2 separate regions of the Manis pentadactyla genome follow, and region 2 is linked to region 1. The links are chromatin contacts, called in public Hi-C maps. All regions are on one chromosome and are shown on one strand. The core of a region is the stretch at or near the end of the contact, and the rest is flanking DNA. Distances in the headings are between cores, read along the strand shown. Region 1 holds the start of LOC130683057. Region 2 holds the start of FIBCD1 (fibrinogen C domain containing 1).

What was found. A called contact is a pair of places that touch in the nucleus more often than the background predicts.
Region 2: a contact with region 1 is called in a Hi-C map of skin fibroblasts, with 6 times the contacts expected there. The contact joins the promoter of FIBCD1 here to the promoter of LOC130683057 in region 1. A contact is called at or near these places in 2 of 3 Hi-C or Micro-C datasets (fibroblasts and skin fibroblasts).

Annotation. Positions count from the first base shown.
Region 1 is chr3:216,314,760-216,320,694 of mManPen7.hap1, reverse strand. It overlaps LOC130683057, which reads right to left and starts at 3,349. Exons shown (of 1, transcript XM_057499137.1): 1 at 2,280-3,349. The coding sequence starts at 2,642. The coding sequence ends at 2,544. ABL1 (ABL proto-oncogene 1, non-receptor tyrosine kinase) reads right to left here and starts at 2,174. Exons shown (of 11, transcript XM_036913565.2): 1 at 1,821-2,174. The coding sequence starts at 1,956. EXOSC2 (exosome component 2) reads right to left here. Exons shown (of 10, transcript XM_057499132.1): 10 at 5,622-5,935.
Region 2 is chr3:216,502,386-216,508,320 of mManPen7.hap1, reverse strand. It overlaps FIBCD1 (fibrinogen C domain containing 1), which reads left to right and starts at 2,605. Exons shown (of 8, transcript XM_057499139.1): 1 at 2,605-2,860. The coding sequence starts at 2,789.

The sequences.
Region 1 (5,935 bases), core at 2,100-4,599:
CTTACCACTACATAGAAAGATGTCTTTTGGTGCTAGTATTTTATAATAATGCCTGCAATAAACATCCTTACGTGCCTCCTTGATAGACCTTCTAGAGCAGCAGTTCTCAAACTTTTTTATTTCAGGACCTCTTTACACTGCTGAAAATTATTGAGGACCCCCAAGAGCTTTCCTTTATATAGGTTACCTCATCAACATTTACCGTATTAGAAATTTACACTGAAATTTTAAAATTATTTATTCATTTAAAAATGAAAACTTTTATTATTACTGGAAAACAACTGTTTTAAAAGGACATTCTTAACTGAAAACAAGATTTTTTTTTTTACTATGTGTGCATGGCATGAAGAACACAATGGCTACTAGTGTAGTTAGGTGCCGTGCCTTGATTCATGTTAAGGAGCCTGCATTACTTTTGCACACTAGCGCAAATAACATCTTAGTATTGTATCAAAACGAAAATAGTTTTAACCTCTCAATACCCTGTAGGTGTATCAGAGACACCCAGGGGACTACTGTTCTACACTAGGATAGCTTCCTACAAATGAAATTACGGGGTCATTGGTATCTACTTTTTAAATTCTAGCCAAACTTGGCCAGAGCTCTCCAAAAAGTTGTACCAATTTTCACTATCTAAGGCTGCATGATCATCACTAGTTAAAAATGTAAATAATTAACTTCATAAATCCTGAATTTGGGAAGCCTCATAAGGTAACATATTACCATATTTGCCTGACTAAAACCGACACTAAAATATAACTAATGTTTCAAGGCAAAATAAAATCAAGTACCTATGTTATTTAGATGAGGTGAATAATTCTCTGTAAGAAATTAAAATCTCAACTGTCAAACGCAAGTTCTCAGAACAGAGACCCTTGTTTATTGTAGTCACCCACTGTTCAGAGGCATTTGTGACTGAATTTCAAAGTATGTGCCACTTGTGCACACCTTACATTTCCTTATGGGGTGGGTGGGATAAATTGCTATTTTAATATAAAGTACACAATCTGGAAACTGTCAGGCTGCAACAGTACAAACAGGACCCTAATTAATTGGCTCGGGCAGCCCATTACAGTTATCAGTCTAAGCTAACCCTTCGCTTTAGAACATCACACAGAAATTACTGGAAGTGATCAGTATATGTACTCCAATGCCAACTCTGTTCATAAAAATGTCAGACAACCTTCTTGCCCCAAATGTCACCTGAAACAAGGAGCAAGGATGAAAGCTCCATCCATGGGGACAGGATTACTCCTAAGCTACAATAACCAGAAGCTGGGTGCCCTCATGCACAAGGAATCTGCTTCCCCACTCAATTTTTCCCACATAGCTCCAAAGTGAGTAGTTTCAAGTCCTAGTTATGATGAAAAGCCAACAGGCATCTGTGGTTCTGAACCTCTTGGGGAGCACAAACCACTTTGAGGATATGATACAAACTCTCTGTAAAGTAGTAAAACATTCAGGGGAAGAGCCCATGACTTAGGCTAGAGCAGAATCATGGACTATGGATCCGGAGAAACCACCTACTCAGGAAACTGTAAGAGTAAAATGGCTCTTCCAAGGTCAACAGTGAGTTAGAAAGGGAATCAGGCAAGAAATAAGCAACTCAGAGAGATTTGGAGTAAGGCCATACAGAGTCACCAAGTAAATTTCTCCTATACAAAGAAAATTCCATGAGAAACTAGGAGGTAACTAGTCTCAGAAGGTTTGGGGGGAACTAGAAAGGAAACGGCACAGAACTGTGGTTCAGAAGTGCCTTGTGCATTCCTAAGCTGAATGCATGAGGAAAAACACGTCCAGGAAGCTTGAAGAGCACTCACCATGTTCCACAAACACATTGCAGTGGGGCCCCCCGTGCCGTGATGATTCCTTCTTCCCTGCTCCTTTGATAAAGTGCAGAGCAGGCAAACTTGGCCGTCTTTGGTCCCCAAGAACTTTTCCTGGCTGCTGCCCCATAAAGTAAGGATAGGCACCCCTTTCCAGAGAGGGTTCAAGATCTTCCAGAAGGAAACAGTATATAGGTGGGATTTCACATTCACTGCATCTCAAAAAGTCCGTAATTGAGGTCAATCACAAAAAGACATCTTCCATAGCAAAAGGAAGCAGTTTTCACGTTGACACATGTAAACAAGAGTTCCAATTATTTTCGCAGTTTATCAATTTGAACTTACTACAGTGCTACTCAAGTTTCTTGAGTGTTAAGTGTCTTTCACTGGTTGAATTAAGTCTCTTTCTTTCCAAGAAGAAAAACCTAAACGGAAATATTCACAGGGGATGCTATAAAAGGGTCGGTAATACTAAAGTCCTTTCGATTCCCATATATAAAGGAAAAGGTTGATCATCTTTGGATGCTTCTCCAGAACTTTTCCTGTGGAAGTCACCCACTCCTATCTTAGTTTCTTCATCTTCCGACAAATTTCCTGCCGAACTAGCTGCAGCTCCCGCTTCTCTACCACGCTGTCCGGAAAAGGACACGGGTCACCGAGGCTTCAGCGAGAGCTTGCCCTCGACTCTGACGAGAAGGAATGCATTGCCAGCAACTTTCAGATCCGCTTTTTAAAAGGCCTGTGAAACCAGTCCAGACTTTTCCTTTGCATTAAAGTTTTTGTTTGGGCTGAGACCAAGGGGGCCTTGGGTGACATTGGGAGAAGTCAGGGCATTAGCGGCTCGCGGGAGCAACTGGGGGGAAGGGGAGGCCACTTGACAACAGGGAAGGGATTTGAATGGGGGGACTCCGAGGCCAAACTTGGTGCCGGGAGTCGGAGCAAGGGGCGGCTCGGGGCTAAGAGGGAGGCTGCCGGGGCGGGGGCCGGGGGGCACTGGCGGCTTACTCGGGGGCGACGCTCCTCCACGCCTCAGGAAACGGCGTGTCCCAGGTCTGGGGGAACAGAGACCACCCCCAATGTCTCACAGCCAGGCAGGGCTGTAAGGGACGGTGGGCTCTCGCGACCCGGAGGCGGGAGGCAGGCGGAGGGGGCAGGAGGCCCGGCCGCCTCAGCTGCCCCGAGCCCGAGGGTCTCTCCCGAGACACCCCCTCTCCTGGCCCCGGACGTTGCCACGGCCGCCACCGCCCGGCAGTCACATCCGCCGAGCTCCACCGCGGGACCCAGCCTCCCCCTGCAGGTAGGAGCCGTGGACAACGGAGGCGCTCCTCAGCCGCCAGACCCGGGAACCGGCTCCGGCTCCAGCGTTGCTCAGGGACAGACACCGACCCCCGCGGCCGCCATGATGGATTACGAGTCGTTCCACAACGAGGCCAGGCCCCGCCCCCAGCCACGCCCCCGGCGACGCCTGCCGCGCGCCTTGCGAGAACCACGACCTTCCCAGCGCCGCTTTTCGAGACACCGCCGCACCTTCCTGCTCTGGTCTCCTTGCCGCCAGCGTCCGGCCCGGCACGACCTTTAATATAAGGTTTTTCCCCAGCGCAAGGTGAGTGGTAAAGAAGCACCCGCCTCCTCTGTACTGCCATTGGCCCCCGAGAATCCGGGTCAGGTCTCTCTCCTTCGTCCCATTGGTCGCGAGGACAGTGGGCTGGAGCTCCCCGCCAACCGCTTTCGGCGCAGCCCGCAAGGCATTCTGGGAGTTGTGGTCCACGGCGCCAGCGCGGCCCACGCGTACCCGAGACTTCGTGCCCTCTGCTCTCGGCTCCTGAGCTTCGGTCCCGCCCTCACGAGAGCCGGTGGACTCTCCCCGGCCCCGCTTACGGTTGGCTAACGTCTCCCCTGCGCGGCTGGTAAAACCGGCAAGGAGCCAAAGCAAGGGGAAAACTGCGGATCGGATTCTCCCAGAACCGGAGTTGGATTACTTCCTTGACCCTCTGTAGGGAGAAGATTTGGAAGCCAAGGTATTTTGGTCCCCTCCTACCCCCATGCACAAATTTACACCTTTTCCCCAGAAGCATAAATCTGTAACTAGAGAAAAATAACTAGAAAGCTCCCGACATATTGCTAAAAAATTCATTGTTTCTTTGCGGTATCAGGAGGCTCACTCATTAAATAAACAGCATTTGTTAAGCACCCTGGGAGGCTAAGTCAGGCACAATCATAGATGTCTGAGTTAGAATGAACCTTTGATATTAAAGACCTCAGTTCACGGGTGAACATGTCTTCACATAAAATATTGTTAGTCGAGAAAATACCCAGGTTACTGGGTTAGAAGGCCTACAGAGCTAGCCATTGACCCAGCCACACCAAGCCCTCACTTGCCATAATCCTTGTTCTTGCAACTAAAATGCACCCTGGCCCACTATTCACTCTCCATGTCTCTCCAGAGCAGTGTCCCTGACAGGGATATACCCATTTCTAAAGAGATCCACTCATCACAGTGTCTTACTCTACCCCATGCCCTGTTAATGCTTTTCATAAATTCTTCTCATTTAATCCTCACTATAGCCCAGTGAAGTATGTATTACTGTTATACAGTTGGGGAAAGTTTCAAAGATGTGACTTATTCAAGGTCACTTGCCTATGAGTATATGACAAAGTCACCGTTTGAGACCAGATTGATCTTGGTGTGAAGCCCATGGTTTTAACATACCATTCAGTATCAAGACGTCAGAAGTTGCTAGGTATTAGGGGGAAACCACAGCTGCATTATAGGTGTTGTTATCCTAATTATCACCAATTTTTTTTTTTTGCCATTTGCTTTCTTATTTCTATTCATGTTTTAATATTCTTCATTCTTCATTCTCTAGTTTTGCTTAAAATTGGGCAATTGAATCACAACTGATAGCATTTCTTGAACTAACAATTCATTCAACAAATGTTTATTGAGCCCCTGTGTACCAAGCAGTTCTAGGTGCTGGGATACACTGGGGGTGGGCAGTGGGCGATTAATCCTTGTCTTCAAGGAACATACACAGAAAGAGTGACAGGCAATAAGCAAAATGAGTTAACAATCCACAAAGTATTGTTCTTAATGCTGGAAATAAAATTTCTGGACCCATATCATTTCATGTAAATCCTACCCACTTTTTAAGCATTCTTTTATGATAACCTCTCTAGAGCTTAATCCTGTTCCTGATTCACAGCTGCTAAGCTTAATCAAGTCATTTGAACTGAATTCTCAGAATTGCTTTCTTCACTTATAAGTAGGGTTATTATGTTAACTTTATAAGGTGATCATGAGGATCAAGTGAGGTCTTGTTTGGGTTTCCAAAAAAACTGATATTGTGCTTCATGAAAGTCAGTGTAGAGGCCAAATGCAGTGGATCTAAACGCTTATCCCTAATCTCCATTTTCCATTACCACTGTATTCTCGTCTTAGGAGACCCCCAAACCTAGACTATAATATTTTTTCCTAGAGAGGCACTATACTTTTTACTCCTTGTACAACACTATAAAATATTTTGGAGGGCTTAAAAACTAGAATCCAGAACTCAGCAAACGCCTGATAGTCAAAGGTAAATAAATCCCTTTAAGATCATATATTCTTTTCATTGAAAGTGATTCAGTTCAGTCTTTGTTCTCACTTTTGTAAAGCAAAGCAATCCTCAAGTTACTATAGGGATTCAGTACCAGTATAAAAACTTCAGTTTCTTTTTTTTAAATACCCACTGAATTACACTTAACAAGGGAAAGGGCTCCCTCTAGTGGGCCACAGAAAGTAGATAATCACCAAAGGTGCTTTCAGACCTTTATATATTTCCACTTTGTAGGTAATTACTATTCAGGATATACTGAATGAACAGTATAGGCTGGTAGCTTGGGAGACCACGTGAGGAGAAACTTTAAGCTCTGTCCCGGTCAAAACTAAATTAAACCCAGGACTCAGGCTTCCACCTTTCACATCCCATCTCTCGAGGCATACAGCCCAGAACAAATGGGTTCTCAAAAATATGACAAGTAAATCTAACATTGCAGCATAGCCTCTAGAGTGTTCAAGTTGTCTGCAAACTCCTTAAACAGGTGATACACATGGGATAGAAACAAAAATG
Region 2 (5,935 bases), core at 1,356-3,855, 190 kb before region 1:
GGCCTTTTCAGACACGGGCTTTGTCAAAAGGAGATCAGAGGGTGGGGCGCCATCCTCTCTGTGGGGTCACCTGTGCCTTTTCCCACAGAGATCTTGGCGGGGTGAACTGAAGGTGGCCCTCTCCTCTCCCCGGGACAATGCCCTGTGTGTCAGGTGAGTGCAGCACCTGCAGACTCAAGCCTGAGCTGTGCAACACCTACTCCCCACATCCCAGTGGGCTGGGAAGTGAGGAACCCGTGGCAGAGCCGGAGAGGCCAGCTGACAGCAAACAGTGCCAGGAGCAGCCTCTAGGTGGCTCCCGCTTACCTGTCCAACCGCCCTTGTGCAGGCCTGGGAGCGGATCCTCCCGCCAGCTTCCTCGGGTCTGCGCCCGCCCGTGCAGGCTATTGTTACTGTCCACGCTTTGCCTTTACTTTGCAGCTTTGCCACCTGAAATGTCTTCTTCCCCAGCATCCAGATGTCCCGCCATTATGGCCTGGCTCACACCCCTCCTTCTCCAGGATGCCTTCCCTGACCACCCAGAGCACTTGCCCCAAACCACCCAGCCTCAAATTGTCCTATCTAGGTCTCCCAGGGTGGTCTCTTGTCTGTGCATAGACATGTCTGGAGTTTACATCCTCTCCCCAGACTGGTGTCACAGACTTGCAGTCCCAGCCACATGCCTGCAAATCTCACAATTCCTCATCAAGAAGGGCGAGGTCATGATTTCCCTTTTCAATGAGGAAATTGAAGCTGGAGAGGACTGGAAATCCGAGCAAGGTCACAGCAGCAAAGTTTGAAACCTGCTTAGGTGCTTCGATGTGCTGTCTCTCAGAACGTCACAAGAGCCCTTCTGACGAGGGTGCTGCTAGCTAGCCTTTGGGTAAGCGGGGAAAGTGAGGCTCAGAGAGGCACAGTAGCTTGCCCCAGGCCACACTGCCAGGCCCAGTGCACTAAGCTCAGTTACTTTTAACCAGGGTCCAAGGGGAAGGGTGCCACCCAGAAAGAGCCACAGGCTAGGACTTCACAAGGCCCCTGACTTGGAGCCAGTTTATTTGGGGTCCTCTCCAGCTCCCAGGGTAGCCTCCCTGTGGGCGGCAGTGGGGTGGGGCTGCAGGTGAGGCAGGTGGGCAGCCCTGGAAGGAAAAGGAGACTGGAGGAACAGCTAGCCGGTTGTGAAGCCAGCTGCAGGTGGGTGGGTGACAGTCACCCAAGTGGCATGGGCCGCGGGGTTCCCTGGCCCCAGCTCTCTGGGCCCAGGGCTCGCCCCGGCTCAGTCTGGACGCTGCACCCCACGCCCGGCAGCCTGCTTTGCGCGTGCCGGGCTAGGAGAGAGACAGGGAGAGGGACAAAGATGGGGCGACAGACTGACAGCCGGTGGGGGAGAGACAAAGACAGTGCCAGGGAACAGCGCGGCGGGCCAAGGCGCCCCAGGAGCCGGAAAACAGCTTTAGAAAGAAGCGGGGAGCGGGGAACGGGGAACGGGGGTGTCTACTGGAGAGCTGCGGGAGCTGAAGACAAGGGGCCCCAGAAAGGCGCCGGGGAGGGGGCGGCCGGCACCGAATGCGGCGTCGGGCAGTGTGGGCGCCTCCCGGTCAGAAGCCACAATAGCAGCTCGTTAACCGCTCAGATTAAGGACTTCGTCAATTACCTCCGAAGCCGGCTCCAGGCGGATTAAACGCTTTCCAAAGTGCTGCTCGTGGGAGGGGACGCCTAAGAAGCCCCCTCCCGGCACAAAGCCCTCCTCTCCGGGGCAGAGGAGGAGGAGGGGGCTGAGCGGCGCGGGGCGCGCCCGGAGGCTCCGCTGGTGGGCGGGGAGCGCGGGCTGGGCACCGAGCTGCGGGTACTCGCGGCCGCGCTCCGGCTGCCGACGTGGCGGCTGGGACCCCCATTCAGCCCACCGGCCACCTGGGCGGGAAGGCCTCGGGCTGGCTCTCCGCCCTCCGGCGCCAGGACCCAGATCTGCGGGCTCAGGCCGCGGGGCCCCCAGGTGTGGCCCCGCCGCTGGGGTCAGAGGGGCAGGTCCCTGGGGGCTGGAGATTCCGGGACTGGGCGCGCTGGCCCCGGGGCTAGACCGGGACCCCAGAAACCCGCAAGGGGCGCACTCCGGCGGGCCCCCACCTCTACCCAGACCTGAGGGGCCTGGGGGGAGCGCGGCCTCGCTCCCAGGAGACGCCCGACGGCCGGCGGGGGCGCCCTCGGGGCCTGCCTGGCCCTGCGCCCCCCGCGCCCGGTAAGTTGGCGCGACTCCGGCCCGGGAAGAAGTTTGCGGGGAGGCGTCGCCGGGGCTCTCGGGCGCCTCCGGGGAACGGCGGGAGCCGGGCTGCCCGCGGCCGTTTGCCGCCCGCCCGGCGGGGCCCGAGCCGGGGCCGGTCGCCCTCGCTGCCGTGGCCTTTCTGGAGATGGAGAGGAGGCGTGTGCGTGTCCGCGGGAGGCCGGGGGGAGCAATAAAAGGCCGAGAGAGTCCGAGACAAAACAGACCCGGAGGCCGAGAGGGAGGCAGGGCTCGGGGCGGCGGGCGGGGAGCGCGCGGGGGAGGCGCGGGGGCGGGGAGGGGGCGGCGCGCCGCGCGAGCGGCTGGCGGGCGGCTCTCGCGCTCCCGCTCTCACCCTCGCGCGCCGTGCACACACCGGCGGACACACACACCCCCGCACACGCGCGCCCGTGCCCGGGCGGCCCCGGCGCGGGGCCCCACGGCGGGGATCTGGCGGGCAGAACGCCCCCTGCGCCGGAGCCCGCGCCCACCTCGGCGCCTTTGCGCTCCGCAGCGGCTCGCCTCGCCCGGCGCCCGCGCCAGTCCGGCCGGAAGATGGTCAACGACCGGTGGAAGACCATGGGCGGCGCTTCCCAACTTGAGGACCGGCCGCGTGACAAGCCGCAGGTACGCGTGCGCCCGGGGCGCGGGGACAGGGGGTCCGCACGGTTAGCGAGGCGGTGGCCACTCCGGCAGGCGGGTGAGTGCCCGGCTCAGGGATGGAGTTTGGGATGCACCCCCCCACCACGCTCGGTGGGCCTGGATCAAGGTGGGCGCCCTCCCCACCGCCTCCTGAGCAGAGGCTTGAATTTGAGGTTCGGGGAGCGGATGGGGGTGGCACCCCTGCCGGAGCCGCGCTGGCAGGGATTGGGGGTGCTGGGCGTGGGGGAGGAGGGCCCCCGTGCGCCTCCAACAGACTCCTGGTGCATGCGTGTGCACAGGGAGCTGGGGACCTATAGTTAATAGTGTGACCAGCCTTGGGTTCCTGGTGCGACCACAGAAAACCCGTCTTGCTGAGTCTGTTTCCTCGCGTCTACAGTGGCATCTTAACCACTTACTAAGTATGTACTTTGGGTACCACCCTGTGCCAGACGCCTGGCACCATAACCTGAGTTTCAGGACGAGAACTCAGCCCCCTGGACCTCCTCTGAATCTCATGCTGTAGCTCCATGTAGTAGAGGATCAATAAATACTTGTCTCTCGTGGGAACACTGGGCATTGTGCTTCTCCAGCTTTATGACAAGGAAAGCAAGACTCAGTGTTGCTCCTGCCCAAGGCCACCCGGTGCTGCTGAGATTCGAACCTGGGTCCATAGGCGTTGAGATTCGAACCTGGGTCCATAGGTTCCAGGTCTGTTCACTCCACCCTTCCTGCTGCCTCTTCAGAGGCAGTTGTGAGGGGCAGACTGGGAGGGCGCCCAGGACTGTGCTCTGGAAGGGGGGTGAGGGCAGAGCCCCAGGGCCAGCCAGAGATGGGGCTGGGGACGGGAGGCGGGTGGAGGGACAGCCCTGGTGCTGCCCCAGGCTGGGCTGCCAAGGGACTGGGGCAGGCAGGCAGATGAGGAGGCCCTGCTCATGGAGGAGAGGAAATAATGGGGCTGCCCATTTTAAATTTAAAATCTCTCACTGACAGATGTCATCAGGGAGGGAACAGTCCATGTTTGCAGCGGCAGGAGGAGGTGGCAGGGGAGGGACTTGGCAGCCCCTCACTCTTCAGGAGCTGCAACCTGCTCATATTACTAAAGTGACACCTCCACAGTGTGGGGGCCCAGCCCTCTACAGTTTGCAAAGCTCTTTCCCAATCATGCCTGGGGCTGGGCAGGGGTGCCCATCGCCAGGTCACAGGATGGTGGCTTAGGGAGTTCAAGGCATGTGCTCACAGGAGAGCAAGGATTCAAACCCAGGTCTGACCCCAGCCTCTCCCAGTGCCTCCTGGTGGTCCATTCCTTTGGTTAGGTCAGGGGCACACCCAAGCCATCCTCAGATAAAATGTCCTGTCCTGCTGAGATCTGACTTTCCCTCACTTAGCAAAAGCAGTCTTACCTCCTAGACTTGTTCAAGGCTATCCACAGCCTGGACTATTCTCCCTTCACATTAGCCCCTTTACAGGTACTGCCTCCTTGTCATTTGCCAAACCCCAGTCCCACACCAGGCTGCTCATGTCCAAACCTTTGCTGTCTCGTCTTGTTGGCTCCACCAAGCTCTCCAACACATACACACACATGTACCCCTTCACTCAGGGAAACCCTGCATATACTTCAAAAACCTACTCAAATGCCACCTCCTCCAGGAAGCCTCTCCCCTGATGCCCAGTGGCTGTGCCTCAAAGTCCCAGCAGCATTTGCCCTGTGGTGCTCAGCTGCCTTTATCTTGCTTCCTTATCTTCTAGTTTCCAAGACTCACCTCCATCAGGAGCTCCCTTTAGACACATGCTCCTTCTGGCCCTCCATCTCTAGGTCTCCCCCTGGGCCCTGGGTGCCTTCTCTCTGTGCAGCTCATGTTGGGAGCTGAGGGGTATCTGCTGAATGGAACAGTGTGAAGCCTCAGCCCAGAGGACCTATGGGGAGAGGAGCCAGCAAGTGCTGCTCAAGGGGAGGTGGCTTCTGGGGGATCTGTTTGAAACGTGGCTTCCAGGCCTCCCGGGCTTAGGGACACATATTCCAGCTGCCACCAGGCTAGAGTCCAGCTGTCTGCCCCTTGGCATTGGGAGGCAGCTGAGGGTTTGGGGCCTGGGGGCCTGGGCCAGTATTGAATGCTGCCTCCCCTCCCTGCTCCTTTGCTGACCCAGCATGTAGACAGCCTGTCCCCTTTGCCAGCGCCAGGTGTGTTTAAAGCTTCAGATAAGAGGGAAGGTAGTCCTGCGCCCAGTGCAGAAAGGGGGAGCCATGCTGGCCCTGGTTCCCTCTGGGCCTGCTCCGTTGGGCCTGGCTCTCTCTCTCCTCTCTTGCTACATTCATCTCAGCCACTGACTGCTGTGTGACTCTGGGAAAATTACTCCCCTTCTCTGAGTCTGTGCTTTACCATGTGTAAAATGGGGACAGCAATCCCTGCTTCCTCCTCACTTCACAAGAGCCCTTGTGAGGGTCACACGAAGTCCTGGTGTGCTTTGCAAACTGAAAAGCACTCTATGCCCCTGTGAGGAGGGCAGTCCTCAAAGCTGGCTGTCCCCTTTTGCAAGCTGTCAGTATCTGGTCTCCCCTTTGCCCACCGGGAAAAGGGATCCGACCACCCTAGCTCCTGGCAGCAGGGCCTGGCTGAGGTTCTTTGAAGGGGCATTTCCTCCAGGAGAAGGGAAGCAGGTGCCGCACGCAGCGCGTTCCCTAGGCCCCGCCACACCTCATTTCAGTCACAGCCACCCTGGGAGGCTGAAGCCAGGACGGTCAACCCACCTGACAGATGCGGAAACTGAGGCCAAGAGAGCTGGGCGCCAGGACCAGCCCCAGGGGCCGCCCAGGCAGACGAGCCTTGGTGGGGTGATGCAGGGGAGAGAGGCTGGCCGTCCTTTCTCCACTCAGCCTGCTTGGCTGTATTGTGCCGGGGAGAGGGCTCCTGCCTGGGCTCTGTTGCTCCCAGGGCACTCGGCGCCCACTGCCAAGGAGGGGCCTTCTCCCCCTGCTGCTGCTTTTGGGGGCTGCCTCTGGCCAGCTCTGTCCCAGGCCTGTGCAGCCTCAGCTGCTCGTTTGCTGGGTGACCTTGGACAAGC